2 separate regions of the Sus scrofa genome follow, and region 1 is linked to region 2. Evidence: chromatin contacts called from public HiChIP or PLAC-seq data. All regions are on one chromosome and are shown on one strand. Each heading gives the region's core, a stretch centred on a gene start, on an enhancer-like site or on the middle of the called end of the contact. The rest is flanking DNA. Distances are from core to core; before and after follow the strand shown.

Region 1 (4,157 bases), core at 732-3,231, 550 kb before region 2:
TCAGCCCTCTAGGCCTAGTTTCCTGGGCCTGAAATGCTCACTGGTCAGAGGCCTCAGGTTCTCAGTAGCAGCCAGGGCCACATTCTCAGTGGCCATATCTCTCTAGCATTCTGCCTTTGCCACTTCTGGGATCTTCTCTTCTCTAACAAGAGGTGCCTGGGCTTGTCTCATAGACTTTGCCATGTTTTTATGTAAGACAACTACTTGAAGCAGTGAGTACTGGCCTATAAACCAAATCTAGACTAGCAGCTTCTCCTGCCACGGGGCCCTGTTGCTAGGGACTGGATTTACCTTAGTGAGCGGGGACTAGGCTTTAATGAAACGGGGTTGGATGGGCATCTTTTGGAGCTCTAGATGGGCCTTGTTATTGAAGGACTGGAGAACTCTCTACAGAATGATGTGGGGAGCTCTCAGGATAGACCCCTTTGCAGCCAGGGACTGTTGGGCAGCTGCCTGGCCTCTCTTCAAAGTCAGAGACTGGCTGTGACGGTTGGGACCACTTAGACCTCACTTTTGTGTGCTGAGGAAGGATGAGGTTGCCGTTGCAACTCGGTCAAAGAGTCCTAGCCCTGGAAGGATTTTTGGGGACACTGGACCCCATCACTAGGAAGCCTAGGCTTTCCTTAGCAACCAGGTTCTGGAAAAGTGATGTATAGGTCAGTGCTTTTTGTTGGGAGAAGCCCGCAGACCCTGAAGGCCTTGTTGCTAGGGAACAAGCACCCTTAGCAAACCAGGAGCTAATTGCAGGCCATTTGTCAAGTGAACAGAGCTTAGGACTGCTTTGCTCCGTGGGCACCTGAAGCTCAGTTGCCTGGGGTGAGAGGCCATCTCATGCCTTAGCTATTGCTAGGGGGCCTCCTGCTCTCCTTTGCGACAAGGCCCTAAAAGACTAGACCCTTGGGTACCATCTCGGGGAGACCTGGTATCCTTTAGGCCCATTGCTGGGTGAGAAGCAGCCCCAGGGGTCTCTTGGATGCGTTCGGGTCTTTGGAGAAACGAGCAAAGCTGTTCTTCATTTCCCCCGCCGGGGCTGGGCCCCCCTCCGGACCTCAGTGCTTTCCCACCCTCCCAGGATGAGAAATATTGGAGCCGGCGGTACAAGAATAACGAGGCAGCCAAGCGGTCTCGCGATGCCCGGAGGCTCAAGGAGAACCAGATATCTGTGCGGGCGGCCTTCCTGGAAAAGGAGAATGCCCTGCTGCGGCAGGAGGTGGTGGCCGTGCGCCAGGAGCTGTCCCACTACCGCGCCGTGCTGTCCCGCTACCAGGCCCAGCACGGAGCCCTGTGAGGCCGCCTCCACCCCCACCAGGTGGAGCTCTCCTCCCTGTTGCTCAGACTTGAGCCCTGACGCCCTCTTCCCTCCCCGCCCTGTGGCCCACGGGCTGGCCAGCTGGGTGCCCCAGGGACGTAATGATGCAGATAAATACATTTATATTTTTAAGAAAAAGCGAGCCTCCCCCCTCCCTCGCGGGGGCGGGGAGGGTCCTCTGTGTGTGCTCCTGGCACGTTGGGGACCCCATCCTCCCACCGCCTCCGTTAACACGATCCTGAATAAATCTTGAGAACCCTAGAGCCAGCTGTCGTGGGGGAGGAGGCAACTCCCTGGCCTCCGTTCAAGGCCAGCAGGTCACACTGGCTGCAGTTCATGGGCAGGTCTGGGCTTCTGTCCATAAAAGGCAGGAGCTGCTGGAAGTGCCGTAAGTCTGAACCATCCCACGGGCTGCCAGATTGAGGAAAGGCCGAGGGCCTGAGAGTGATGAAGCCACTGCCTTTATTGCATAGACCTTTTCAATTGCTTTGACAACTGGGAGCAGGGGACGCACAAGAGACAGAAGACAGGGGACACGAACTTCCCCGCCCCACCCGCGGGGAGAGGAACATTAGTGCAAGTCGGTGCGCCGGCCCCGGGGAACCTGCCCCTCCTCGGCTGATTGGCCAGCTTAGTGGAGGCACCGCAGTGGATAGGGCGAGACCCTCCCGCCCATACATTCTAGGTCGCGTCATTGGACCACTTTTAGGACAGGCTCCGCCCTCAGCCGACCTAGCCTCCTAAGAGCGCGCGAGGAGCTCCGCCCTCGATCAGGCACTACCCTTGGGGCGAGCCTATTTCTTCAGGATCCTCTCCCCCAGGAATTCGGGACACCCTCCCCTATCACCTAGGGGAAGGCGCAATCCTGAGACTGGGCCAGGACCCGTGCGGCCTCCGTCCTGACTGTAGCAGCCACGCCGCACCCCCAACTCAGGCCCCGCCCCTGGCGGACTCCAGGCTTGGTTGGGTTCAGGGCTCCCGCCCAAGGCACCCCGGAGGACCAGTGAGCAGTGTACCAAGGCCCGGATGCATCTGCGCCTGCAATGGCCCATACTCCACCTGCTCCCCGTCCACTGTCAGCACGCCGCGGGGCGTGAGAGGCTCGAGGCGGAAGGCACGAGCCGCGGCATAGCCCAGCTGCGGACAGCCCAGGCTGAAGTGGCTGCCGTGCTCCATGGCCAGAAAAAGGCGCAGCAGTGCTGCCCGCGAGATGCCGCTGCGCACCCAACACAGGTGCACCAAGCCGTCGTCAAAGCGTGCGTGGGGGGCTGCCACCAGGTCAGCCCCTAGGTGACTGGGTGAGATGGCCAACATAAGCACAAAGTCCCCCTCCAATGTCACCCAGTCTGGGGGTAGTGGAGTGCCCAGAGGAGGGAGCAGGTGGTCGGGTGGGCCCCCAGTGGAGATGGCTACTGGGATATCAGGGGTGGGAGGCAGGAGCTCAGAGGATGCTGGCATTTCTGGGGCCCCCTCGGTGATGGGTGAAAGTTGAGCTGCCTTGGGGGAGCCAGGGGGCGAGGGCAGCAGTGGATCTGGGGATAGCGGGGCATCCCCAGCCCCACCCCAGTCACCAGCCAGCTCTGGGCACCCACCATTGAGGGACAGGACAGGTAGGGGTTCAGGTGAGCCAGGAGAGGTTAGGGTAGGCAGGGGCAGGGGCAGGGGCAGGTCAGACACAGAGCGATGCAGGGGTGAGTGGGCCACGGGTGGGGCTGGGGCCGGGGCCAGGGTCAACTCTGACTTGGCACGTGGCAGACCATGGGCAGGAGTGGGTGAGGCAGGTTCCACGGTGGCAGGGAGGTAGGAGAGGCGGCCGCGGTAGGTGTGCAGTGTAGCCAGTCCCAGCACTGTGCCCAGTGTGAAGCGAGCACTGCCCAGGGCTCTGAAGCGCTCGCTCTGGATATCCACGTCTGATATGAAGCCCCATGCCACAGACAGGAAGGAGAAACAGCGGGAGCCGGAGGCCAGCGTCACCGAGAGCAGGTCCAGTGGGCGGCCGCCACCCCGGCAGAGCAGCAAAGAGCAGTTGAGCAGCAGGTCAATGCCCAGGGCCGGCTCAAACCTTCACAGTCAGACATGGACAGACAACAGCGGGAAAGAGTCAAAGGGTCTGGGTGAGACACAGTGCCGGGTGGAGGAGAAACAGAGGATCGGCAGGGCAGCAGACACTGGGGGGAGACATCAGGAGGCTGAGTTCCAGGGCCCGCCCACCCACAGCCTTCTGGCCCGCTCTGGGCAGACTCTTCTTACTGGGCCAGGTTCCCTGTCAGTTCTTTCATTCCCTAGGCATCCACTGAGTGCCTCCTGTGTGCCAGGCACAGTTCTAGGCATTAGAGAGACAGCTGGGAACAAGACAGGTCAAAATGTCGGGGAGGGGTGTGGGGAGCACCCAGCCAGCATGATGGACTGGACTGGACTGGCCGAGGGGAAGATGGGAGGCGGTCCCTGTTGTCCCCGGAGGGCCCCTCCCACCTACCCCCCATGCTGGTTCACAGCTCCTGCCAGTGCGTTGCCAGAGCCACAGGGCAGGATGCCCACTGGGGTCTTCACAGCCTCTTCCCAGTCGGGGCGATCTAGGAGTCCATTCAGCACCTGGAGGGCGGGAGACGGGGCACCTAGGTGTTGGTCCTGGCCTCCGCAGTCCCCCGGGGCTCGGGCTTGAAGCAGGGTGCTCCTGCCCTACCTCGTACAGCAGCCCATCTCCCGAGACTGTGACGATGCCGTCCCACTCGCTCAGGCTCAGCCCCTGGACCAGCTCCCGGGCGTGGTTCTGTCGTTCTAACGTGGGGAACCAGGAAGTTAGGAAGGCTGTCCCACCCCTGGGCCACCACCCCTCCGCAGGGCTGGG
Region 2 (4,129 bases), core at 383-2,882:
TCCCTAATCTCTAAAATAGTCCCTCGCCAGTGTCTCCTCTGCTTCATTTTTCTTCATAATCCTTATCACACGCAATAAAATGTTAGAGGTTAATTTGTTTAATATTTCTCTTCCCCATTAAAAAACACTTCTACAAGAAACTTCATCTGGCTTGTTCCCTACTGTATACCGTGGCCTAGAACAGTGCAGGAGCACACTGGAGGCACTCAATAACTGTTGAATGAATGGTATGGAGCCGCTTCAGAGAGCGCGGTATGAAGGTTCAGGCCTCTTTAGAAGCAGAACCTCCCAGGAGCTTGGCCTCAGGCATCACAGCTCAGTGAAATCTCCCCTTCTAGCAGCAGCTGTCACTTCAAAGAGCAGAGCCCGAGGACCCATCCACACCCTATGTGGTTACATACGGGGAAACTGAGGCACGGGGGCGGTGTGGTGGGGGAGACGCAGGGTAGTTACCAGGGGTAACCCAGGCTTTGCGCGGCTGGGGAGGGAAACGGTGTAGGCAGTCGGTTGGTGGCTGCATCAAGCGTGTCAGAAGGGGATATGTGCGGGTGACACGGGGCAGGGAAAAGGCAGCGAGCCTTGCTCACAGTGGACCCTGCGTCCTGAGCGGCCCTGGGGAGCCAGAGACGGATCAGCAGGCCGAAGGGAAAGGAGCCGTCTGCAGATCTGAGGGGCCAATCAGAGCAGGGGTGTGGCCAGGCCGGTGGGTGGGGCCTGCGAGAGCGGGCCAATGGGGGCAGGGAGCGGGGCCGAAGGGTGGCTCCTCGGGGACCCAGAAGAAGGGAGGCGGAGGGCGCTAATGGCTTTTCCAGAGAGGAAGCAGGGGAAGGTGCCAGGAAGAGATAAGGTGGGTGGGCGGGCTGGGCCGGGGCTCGGGTCCCGGACTCCGGGGTTTGTCTGGGTTTCCGGAGCCGCCTCCTGCTTGGTGGGGGCACCAGGTGTCCGGCCCCACCCCACCCCTCGGTCCCACGGACCCTGAGCTGGAGAGTTCCCGCTGCTGTCTGCTTCCTAGAGGGGGCTGGGGGGCTGGAGTCCACGGGGGAAAAGGGTGAACCAGGGGGAGACTGCGGGGCGGGAGGGGAGAGGGGAAGGAGGGCTGAGAGGGAGGGATGGAGAGAGACAGGAGAGGGAAAAGAGAATGAATGAGGGAAGGGAGACGGCAAAACGAAATAACAGAAAAACAGGAGTTCCGTCGTGGCGCAGCGGGAAACGAAGATGACTAGCATCCATGAGGACACAGGTTCGATCCCTGGCCTGGCTCAATGGGTTAAGGATCCAGCGTTGCCATGAGCTGTGGTGTGGGTCGCAGACACGGCTCTGATCCCACGTTGCTGTGACTGTGGTGTAGGCCAAAGGCTACAGCTCCCATTGGGCCCCTAGCCTGGGAACCTCCATATGCCATGGGTGCGGCCCTAAAAAGACAAAAAAAGAAAAAGAAAAAAGGGAAAGAGAGAGAGGGAAACTGAGAAAGAGGTAGAAATGAGGAGATATACATAGAGAGAGAGAGTCTCAGACAATCCTGGGCAGAGGAGGAGAGAAAGGTGGATTCTGGAGGCTTCAGGAACAGACCACGCTGGGCCCCTCCCTCCCACCCCTCCCTCCCACGGAGGATTCCTGGGGTGGGGGTGGGGGCTCTGACTCACCCCCTCTCTGCTGCTCCTTAAACCAACACCTCAAGCTCCTCCACCCCCCACGACCTTCCCAGCGTCCCGCCTGCCCAGCTTCCTGCCCCACCTCCACCCTGGCGGGCAGCCGCCCCTGCGAATGTTCCTCTGGGCCTCCCAAATGCCTCTTAAACCAGTGCTCTCCTCCCCTTCCCCGAGGCCGGGTCCTGATCCAGGCTCCTCCTGTTCCCTGTGCCCTTGATCCCACCCCTCTCCTGCTCTGAATCCTTCATGGCTCCCCAGTGCCCTCAGGACAAAGCACAAGTTCCAGGCCACAGCCCTGGGTGATCTGACTCTCTACCTCCTCCCCAGGTTCAGATTCAGTTCCTCCCACAGTCTACACTGGCTTCAACACGCACATTTTTCCTCTTCCTCGAACTGGCCAGGTTTCTCATCTCCAGTCCCTGCACATGCTGGACCCTCTTTTTAGAATCCCTTCCCCTCCTCATCCTCCTTATCCTCCAGTTTGCAGCTCAGATGCCCTCTCCTCCAGGAAGCCCTTTCGGATTTCCCCTGGGCTCCACAGGCTCAGCCCTGACCATGCTGGAGGGCCAGTGTCTGGGGATGGAGCCGGCTTCTCCTCTGGATTGCCTTCATCACTGCCATGTCCTCAGCACCACCCAGCACAACAGGGTCAAGCACAGCAGAACTGTCTTTGTTTCCTTTTTACGGCCACACCTGTGGCATATGGAAGTGGCTAGGGGTCAAATGGGAGCTGCAACGGCCAGCCTACACCACAGCCACAGCAAGGCAAGATCCGAGCCCAATCTGCAACCTACGCCCCAGCTTGCAGGCAGTGCCGGGACCTTAACCCACTGAGCGAGACCAGGGATGGAACCCATGTCAGGATCTGCTGAGCCACAGTGGGAACTCCCAGGAGAACTTTCCTGGATTAGAGAACTAACTTCTCAGAGCTGAGGTCAAGGACCAGCAGCCACGGTTCAGAGGAAGGGCAAGAACCACCTCTGCCTCCCCGTCCCCATCCCCGCTCAGCCCGCCCCGCATCTCGGCTCACCCGCACCAGCCGGGCTCTCTTCACCAGATCATTGAGCTTGCGCAGCGCGGCGTGGCGCGGCAGGCCCTGGATGTCTCGGAAGAGGTCTTGCTCCTCCAGCTCGAAGAGGCGCCGGTTGTCGGGCACCAGGAGTGGTTGGGACCAGAAGGAACCGATGTAGACGCGCAGCACCTCAGGCGTGCCCACCACCTTGCCCAGCGCCCACATGAGCGCCCCGTAGACGCGCATCAGCTGCTGCGTCTCCACCATGTCAGCCTTGTTGAGCACCACGCGGATCTTGTCCTCGTGGCCACGCAGGGCGCCGATGGCCTCGGAGAACTCGTCCGAGATCTCCAGCTTGTGGGCATCGAAGAGCAGGATGATGAGGTCCACGCGCTCGGCGAACCAGCGCAGCACGGCCGGGAAGTCGTAGCCTGGGGGCGGGGGGCGGGGGGCACAGGGGCGTCAGGAGCACAGGTCAGCCCCGGAGTCCTTTGGATTCATGTTGGACCGCAGGGATGTGCAGGTTGTTAACCATCGCAATTTCGGTCTATGGGAAACAGCCGAGGCCCCAAGAGAACCCCACAGTTCTGGTCCCTAGGCCCCCCAAATTTCCCCCATCACTCTGGCATCCGTTGCTGGGGACAATCACCCCCCCCATCTTTCCATGCATTCATTAGGCAGATATTAGCCGTGTGCACTGGTTTGGTTATTAAAACACTAAAGTGCTTCCTAATAGATTTCTTGGGTTTCTGTGGACACCTCCCCACCATGCCTCCATCACCCCAGGACCTGTCAGATGGCCCCATCATGCAGCAGCTGAAGATTTTTTTTTTTTTTACGGCAGCACCTGCAGCATATGGAGGTTCCCAGGCCAGGGGTCAAATTGGAGCTGTAGCCAATGGCCTACACCACAGCTACAGCAACGTGGGATCTTTAACCCACTGAGCGAAGCCAGGGATTAAACCTGTGTCCTCATGGATGCTAATCAGATTCATTTCTGCCAAGCCACGATGGGAACTCCTTTAATTTTTTTTTTTTTTTCAGCTGAAGTTTTTTTTTTTCTTTTTTCTTTTTTTTTCAGCTAAAGATTTCACGTGGGCCCTGGTTATGCTCTGGCCATTGCAGAGGCTAAATATTTTTTGGCCACGCCCACAGCATGAGGAAGTTCCTGGGCCTGGGATCGAACTGATGCTACAGCAGTGACCTGAGCCACAGCTGCAACAGATCCTTAACCTGCTGAGCCAAAAGGGAACAATATTTACTGCATTTATAGTATTTACTGCGAGTCTTCAGTGTGCCAGGCCCTGTCGTGGGCACTGGGGATCCCAAAGAGAACAGAGTTGACCTCGTGGAGCGCTATCCTAACTCCTTTTGGGGGGCTGGGCCTGCTGTGGCTCCAGTCGCTGCTGTGGCACGGGTTTGATCTCTGTTCCAGGCACTTTCGCATGCCACCAGCCCAGCCAAAAAA

Evidence for each region. HiChIP or PLAC-seq counts read pairs in DNA pulled down with a chosen protein or histone mark.
Region 1: an H3K27ac HiChIP or PLAC-seq map of skeletal muscle shows a contact between it and region 2. The contact joins two enhancer-like sites. A contact is called at or near these places in 2 of 2 datasets of contacts at active chromatin or transcription factors (alveolar macrophages and skeletal muscle).

Annotation. Positions count from the first base shown.
Region 1 is chr6:53,984,370-53,988,526 of Sscrofa11.1, reverse strand. SPHK2 (sphingosine kinase 2) reads right to left here. Exons shown (of 6, transcript XM_021094684.1): 4 at 3,993-4,087; 5 at 3,786-3,901; 6 at 1,748-3,371. The coding sequence ends at 2,279. DBP (D site-binding protein) reads left to right here. Exons shown (of 4, transcript XM_003127286.6): 4 at 1,073-1,572. The coding sequence ends at 1,288. Among named protein-coding and RNA genes, the nearest start is that of SPHK2, 3.5 kb to the right of the region's middle. Within about 2 kb of position 1,981, at least 60 of the 83 cell types and tissues checked have an H3K27ac peak or open chromatin away from gene starts, as enhancers often do. A contact at or near this core is called in alveolar macrophages and skeletal muscle, where this site is marked.
Region 2 is chr6:53,430,149-53,434,277 of Sscrofa11.1, reverse strand. It overlaps EHD2 (EH domain-containing protein 2), which reads right to left. Exons shown (of 6, transcript XM_003355959.4): 4 at 2,680-3,092. Among named protein-coding and RNA genes, the nearest start is that of EHD2, 8.7 kb to the right of the region's middle. Within about 2 kb of position 1,632, at least 43 of the 83 cell types and tissues checked have an H3K27ac peak or open chromatin away from gene starts, as enhancers often do. A contact at or near this core is called in alveolar macrophages and skeletal muscle, where this site is marked.